Linked DNA regions of Pan troglodytes: region 2 is linked to region 1. The links are chromatin contacts, called in public Hi-C maps. All regions are on one chromosome and are shown on one strand. The core of a region is the stretch at or near the end of the contact, and the rest is flanking DNA. Distances in the headings are between cores, read along the strand shown.

Region 1 (3,465 bases), core at 500-2,999:
TATAAATGTATCCCCATATTTGAAACCGAGGGGTTAATCTGATCAGGTCTGCCTGCACTGCTTGCTTTTGGTCGCTTGCTTTTTGTTATTATATTTTATTTTTTTTTCCTTTTTCCATGAAGCTGAAGGCCGTGGTAGCTGAAGGCCTCGGTAGCTGAAGGCCTCGCCACTGCATGCTGAAACTTAACCTTCACTGGTTACTTTACAGATAACATTCATAGGTCACCCTGGTAATGGTTACTTCAGTTGTTTTTCAGGAATTTGGGCTAGCTCCTGTCCAGTTCAAACAGGATGAGACCACCCACCCTTCAACTGGGCGTGTGCAAGTGCCCCGAAGGGTAGCCTTTGACATCAGAGGGCTAAAAACTCCACCCTCAGGTCACACTAACGCCACCATTTCCTGTACATATGTCCTGTGGAATGCCACAAACCCTGACTACGCTTGCTCAGAATGAATCGCCATTTCATTTCTCCCCACTGCCAATCACCTTTCCCTATGCCTCAGACCACCCCACTTCCCTTAACAGTAAATATCCCTAAGCCTTATCTTTGGGGAGGCGGATTTGAGAGCCGTTCTCCGGCCTCCTTGCTTGGTGGTCTTCTGAATAAATCTTTTCTCTTTTGCAAAATCTGTGTCACAGTGATTGATTTACTGAGATTTACTGAGTGTGGGCAGAACAGACCTGAAGCTGGCCGATAACATGTCTCTTAGAATATTCTAACAGATAGTTTAAAACTGTTACTGTCCTCTGAGTTGGGTCTTTTAGAATTATGTAGTGATCCTCCCTGTCTTAAATTCTATGTTACTCTCTACCTTTCTGTGTCCTTATGTGTTGTGTGTGCATCTTATAAACAGCAAAGAGATGGATTTTTGAAAAATTCTGTATTGTCAGGCTTTCTGTATTAATTGTCAAATTTACCCCATTTAATTTACTTATTGTGACTATTGATATAGTTGGTCTGCTTTCTGCCATCTGTTTTTTCCCTATAGGAATGTGCTTGTTTCTTTTTCTTTCCTTGCCCTTTCTTTTTTCTGGATTAGTTATTTTTATTTTTATTTTTTGGGGGGCGGTCTCACTATGTTACGTAGGCTGGTCTCGAACTCCTGGGCTCAGGTGATCTGCCTGCCTTGGCCTCCCAAAGTGCTGGGATTACAGGCATGAGCCACTGCCCCTAGCTTAGTGATTTTTTTTTCTTATTCCTTTTCTCCCTCTACTGGTTTAGAAATTATAGAAACTATTTTAATCTTTTAGTGGTCATCTTTGTAATTTTTCCATGTGTATTCAATGTAAAAAAGACTAAAAAAATTCAGAGTTAATACTTATAATAGTTATTAGGCAGAATACCCTCCTTGAAAATACAAAAATCCAAATCATCCCCTTCCTGATACATATGCTATTATTGGAGAATATTTCAGTTCTTTTTAAAATTCTATAAAATAGATACTAATATTTGTACTTCATGAAAACTATGTTTGTTTGGATTCACCCATGTGCGTAGTAGCCAGCCTGCAAGACAGCTCCCAGTATCTCCTAGTATTCAGATCCTTGTACAGTCCCCTCCCACACTGCACCAGGGTTGCTCTGTATGACCAGTAAAATATGGCAGAAGTAATGGTACGTCACTTTCAATATGAGGTTATAAAAAGCAACACAGCCTCTTGTGTGCTCTCTCTCTCTCTCTCCCTCCCTCTCGGATTGCTTGTTCTGAGTCAAGCTAGCTGCCATGTCTTAAGGATATTCAGGCACCCCTGTGGAGAGGCCCATGTGGTGGCCTCACTCCAAAAGCCTGCTAAGAAATACAGCCTGCCATGAACCACATAAGTGAGCTTGGAAACAGATCTTCCGGCTTCATGAAAGACCTTGAGCCAGAACCACCCACTGAAGATTCTCCCTGATTCCGTACCCTCAGAAACTGTGTGAAATATCAACCGTTTGCTGTTTTAGGCTGCCGAGTTTGGAAGTAATTTGCTATGCAGCAATAGATAATGAATTTACAACATATGTACTGATTTGTTCACCATTGTTTTTGAACGTTAGTCATCCTTCATGCCATTTTCTCTATTCCTAAAGAACATCTTTCAAAATTTTCTTTAATGAAGATCTGTTTGTTAGAAACTCTGTTTCTGTTTATTTGGAAATGTTTTCATTTCACCTTTGTTGCAAGAGACCCTACGGCGATCCCCAGTCATTCCAGCCTTCTAGTGTTCAATGCTTTGAGTAATCTCTTTCCTTTGAATACTGGCAGGAGCTGCAACATACTTTTAACCAACAGAATGTGGCAAAAGTGGCAAAAGGACAGCTCTCAGATGATGGTGTTATATCATATAAGACTCAATCTTGCAGGCTGGAGCTCGAGAATTTTCTCCCTTGCTGGCTTGAAAAAGCAAGCTGCTATGTCATGAGACAGGCTACGGAGAGAAGCACAGGATAAGGAATTGTGGGAAGCCTCTAGCAGCTGACAGCTGCCCCTGGCCAGAAGCCAGCAAGAAGATGGGAACCTCAGTTCTTCTGCCACAAGGAGATGAATACTGCCAGCAACCTGAGGGAGTCTGGAGACAGATCTTTCCCCAGTCAATTCTCTTATCAGACCACAACCTTAGCCAGCACCTAGACTGTAGCTCGGTATGATGCTGAAGCAGAAAATTCAGCTAAGCTGTGCCAGACCTCTGACCTAAAGAAACCATTACATAATAAACATGTGTTGCTTTAAGCTGCTGGGTCTGTGATCATTTGTTATGCAGCAATAGAAAACTAATACAATCCTATCCTTGAAAGGTAGTTTGGCTATGTACACAATTCTAGGCTGATAATTATTTTTGCTCTGCACTTTTAAGATGTTATTCCACTGCTATCTGGCTTCCATGATTGCTGTTGAGAAGTCTGCTGCTTATATCATCATTCCTTTATAGATGTCCTATCTTTCTTCTCTGCCTCCTTTTATTTTCTTCTTTTTGTGTTTGCTGTTGTGGGTTTCATCACAAGTCTGAAACACAACATAGAACTGATTGTTGTGAGTTTCATCAGACTTGAAAGTCCTTTACCTATAGTTTCATCCTTTTCATCGTTATGAAAAATTCTTATCTCTTCAAATATGGCCTCTCCTCCATTCTCCCCACTTTTCTTTCTGAGACTGTGACTAGAAGCAGGTTAGACATCCTCATTCTATTCTCCATATCACTTAACTGCTCTTTCATATTTTCCACTTCCTTGTTTCTCTATGCTACATTCCAGGTAATTATTTCATATTTGTTTTCCATTTTCTGACTTCCTTTTTAACTGTATTTATTTGCTGCTTAACCCACTCATTTACTTTTGTGTTTCAATGGTCATATTATTAATTTCTAAAGGTTCTATCTGGTTCTTTTTGACATTGCCCGGTCATTTGTGTTAGTCTTTGTTGTTCACTCATTTTGTGTTCTCATCTCTTATTCTTTCAACATTTCTTACATTTATTTTATATTGT
Region 2 (3,308 bases), core at 74-2,573, 81 kb after region 1:
GAGAACTCTGGAGGGCCCAGGCAGGGACCCTAGAGTTCTCTCATCTTGGCTTATTGTGGGAGCCACTTCCCTGGCTTTCAAAGAGAGCAGAATTCAGCCACAGGCCACATCCCCTTCCTGCCGCATCCACCAGCCCACCATGACAAAGGGGCCCCTCCCATCCATCCTCCTGAGAAGATACCCACCTCCTGTCCTCAGCTCCTCCTCTTCCCTCTCTCCCAGGGAGGAGCCCAGCCCCTCTCTGGCTGCCACTGAGCCCTGGCACGCCCAGGCCATATCTGAGGGCCTCCACTTCATCTCCCAGGCAGGCCACTGGTCTCCAAAGGGCACCCTCAGCCTCCTTCCCTGAAGGTCCCACCAACCTAGGGAAAAAGCTCAGGCTCGGGGGTCTGGGCGAGTTCGGGGGAATGAGAACCCTAACTCTGAGGGGAACTCGCAAGGCCTGGCAGGTTCACCATTGGGAAAATGAGGAGAACACATAGAACCAGAGGAAGTGCCTGGCACAGGGCACGGGGCACTGGGCAGGCTGGGAAGGAACATCAGTTTCACCTCTTGCTCTTTTCCTTGGTTTGCATCAGAGACACAAGTTGGCCTGTCCCAGAGTCCTCGCTGACAAAGCCGTCTGACCCATGTGACATCCCCACCAAGGGCAGTCCAGTTCAGCAAGGATTGACTGCTCAGCACCAGGCCCACGGTGGCTGCTGGGGAGTGAGAGCGGTGGGCAAAGAACAGAAAGGCAGGGGCCCTGCCCTGGGAGAACACACAGTTGATGTGTTGGGGCGGGTGGCCGGGGGGGACGCTGACGAATGAAATTCCTTGCTGGTGGTTTTCCTATTTTCAGAGTGAAGGCGCTGCGGCAGCACAAGACCCGGATGCTTCCCCCACAGAGCTGGACTTAGAGGCCTGCACCGCTTTTGACTTCCCCACCTGACCCTGGCCTGGCCCTTTCCTGCCCCCTCCTCCCGGCCTCCTTTGCTGTCCTCCTGACTGTACAATCCCAGGCTCTCTCTGACTCCCACCCTTTCCTTTGCCTCCTTCTCTCTGGCCTTGGTCCCTGGCTTTCTCCCTTCAGCTCCCTGGTTGCCTTCTGGAAAGACACCTGCCCACCTTTGGCTACTCCACACCCAGAGGCTATTGGCAGCACCTGGGACCCACCTTCTTCTCCCTCAACCCCCCAGGGAGAGTGTAGGCCAGCCATCAGGCCCATTTGTACCCTGGTCATTTCCTACCTGGGTCATTTCCATGTGGAGTGGAGGGAGTTTTACAGAAAAATGTCAGCCATGCAAACAAGCACACATCTCCTGGCAGCTGGCCAGGAGAGTGAGGCGTGAGAAAATCTCACTACTGTTTTGAGACTAAACTCCTAGCTCTCTGCTTCCACGGCTGTTCTAGCTACCACTACCCCAGTACCTTGGGAACTCCTTCCTGAGGCTCCAGCCTGGGAAACAGAGCTCTGGGCCTTCTATTCCCAGCCTTGTTATCTTCCTTGGAGTTCCCACCTCGGGCCCATGTTCCTCCCTCCTGAGCCTATCAGCAGCTTCACCCCTGAATCACCTCCCAACTCCCTGCTTAGAGCCCTTGCCTACCCTTCCCCACTTTGCACCCCGCTTCTGAGCTTCTCCACCACTCTAGGTGGGTTTCCCTCCAGGCCTGAGGGCAGCCAGGAAACCAACTACATACTTAAAGACTCAGTGTGGCAGAGGGGAGACACTGGGGCCACCCTCAAGGGGGTGAGTCACCAGGAGCCACCCGTGGGCCCAGCACACCTAACGCTCCTATGGTCTGTACTGCCCCACCCTGCAAGCCCAGCAGTCTTCCCAGCTGCAGCCCCAGGCAGGTGTCTCCCGCCCCACTTAGCCTTCCAGGGCCGTCCTGGGTCCCTCCAGGCTGTGGTCCTAGCCGTGCCTCTCCCAACTCCAGGCCTGCAGAGGTTGATCGACATTGAGTTCTGTGGACTAGAGGCTGGTTCTCTCTTCCTGCTTTTCCCTTGGGGCTGGACATCAGTGATCCAGGCTGCACAATTTAAGAGCGTGCCCAAATAATCAAGATAAATCATGTTTTAATGAAATATTTTTAAAATCTGCATTAACGGGAAAAGTCCAAGGTGAATAAAATATCAGAATTTTAAGTAAAGACAGGATCAGCTTTCCATCTGGATTTTGTCTCCCCCTTTTATTACTCACATGTTAGCAGGGCCCCATTTTCCCTTGTGATTATTCCTTCTACTTTCTGCGGGATATTGTCCCAGCTGCTCAAAGCATCCAGGCCAACCAAGAGCAAGGAAGGCCTCTTCCCAGGGGGTGAGCTCCCTCTCTGCACAGAGCAGACCTGAGCCCTAGAGAGCTGTTGTCTTCACTGTGAATTTCCACCCTGAGTTCCCTCTTTTTTGTGCCGTATTACTTCATTTTCGGTCTTCCATGAATCTGCATGGCTTACATGTTCTTTGTTGTGGCTGAACAGAAGTCCTCAGAATTAAGCAAACTGGTGCCTGCCTGACCATTTGTTGAACATGGCACTTGCTACCAATCTGTTCTAAGATTTGTTTTTTTAAATTAACAATGCATCAATAATAAGTTAACAATTAAATGAAGGCTGACAAATGTGCACACCTGTGTAACCATTATGACAATCAAAATCTAGAACATCCCCATCACCCCAAAAAGTTTCCTCCCACCTCTTGCAGTCAATTCTCCACCCCATCCCAGCCCCAGACAATCACTGATCTGCTTCCTGTCACTAGAGGTTAATTTTCCCTTTTCTGGAATCTCATCTAAATCTCCCCTAAGATTTAATGCTGAACCCTGAGCGCAGCCCAGCCGCGCCACTGCCTCAGGACTCACATCAGGTGCTAGGTCATCCAGATATGATAAGAGGAGGCCAGATCATGTGGAGAGATTTTTTTTTCAAGCCAAGAGAAAACAGCCCATGAGTCCATACCAAGTCCCTGGTCCCCAGCTAGCCTCTCAGCAGCTCTAAGGGAGGCTCTCAGGGGACTCTGCTGGTGGGGCAACTCTAAGGTTCCCTATTTCCAGCAGATACTGGGCTTCTCCCCTGGATAAAGAGGAAAGAGGAGGGAGAAAGGACTGGGACACCCGAAGGGGAGGCCAGAAGATAAGTGTGGGCAGGAAACCAAAAGACCACCTGATGACTCCCCAGTAGGCCTGTGGTTCAGACAGTCTAGGATCTTAAACGCAGGGGCCCCAGGATTTCTCTTAGTCATGGAGTTTACTGCCCCTTTGTGTCTTGTTCAGGGCAACAGGGGGCAGAGTGGGACAAATCCCTGCTCTTCTTCTGATAATCGGCATTCC

The links. Hi-C and Micro-C count contacts between places; a contact is called where the count stands out from the background.
Region 2: a Hi-C map of induced pluripotent stem cells shows a contact between it and region 1, with 1.6 times the contacts expected there. The contact joins the promoter of TMPRSS13 here to the enhancer-like site in region 1. A contact is called at or near these places in 4 of 7 Hi-C or Micro-C datasets (blood, induced pluripotent stem cells, a lymphoblastoid cell line and 1 more).

What each region holds. Positions count from the first base shown.
Region 1 is chr9:119,791,857-119,795,321 of NHGRI_mPanTro3-v2.0_pri, forward strand. All of the region lies in intron 1 of CD3E (CD3 epsilon subunit of T-cell receptor complex), which reads left to right. The region is part of intron 1 of FXYD6 (FXYD domain containing ion transport regulator 6); the gene reads right to left. Among named protein-coding and RNA genes, the nearest start is that of FXYD2, 23 kb to the left of the region's middle. Within about 2 kb of position 1,750, at least 7 of the 24 cell types and tissues checked have an H3K27ac peak or open chromatin away from gene starts, as enhancers often do. A contact at or near this core is called in induced pluripotent stem cells, where this site is marked.
Region 2 is chr9:119,872,798-119,876,105 of NHGRI_mPanTro3-v2.0_pri, forward strand. TMPRSS13 (transmembrane serine protease 13) reads right to left here and starts at 1,324. Exons shown (of 13, transcript XM_063784556.1): 1 at 1,230-1,324. The coding sequence starts at 1,244. The region is part of intron 1 of CD3E (CD3 epsilon subunit of T-cell receptor complex); the gene reads left to right.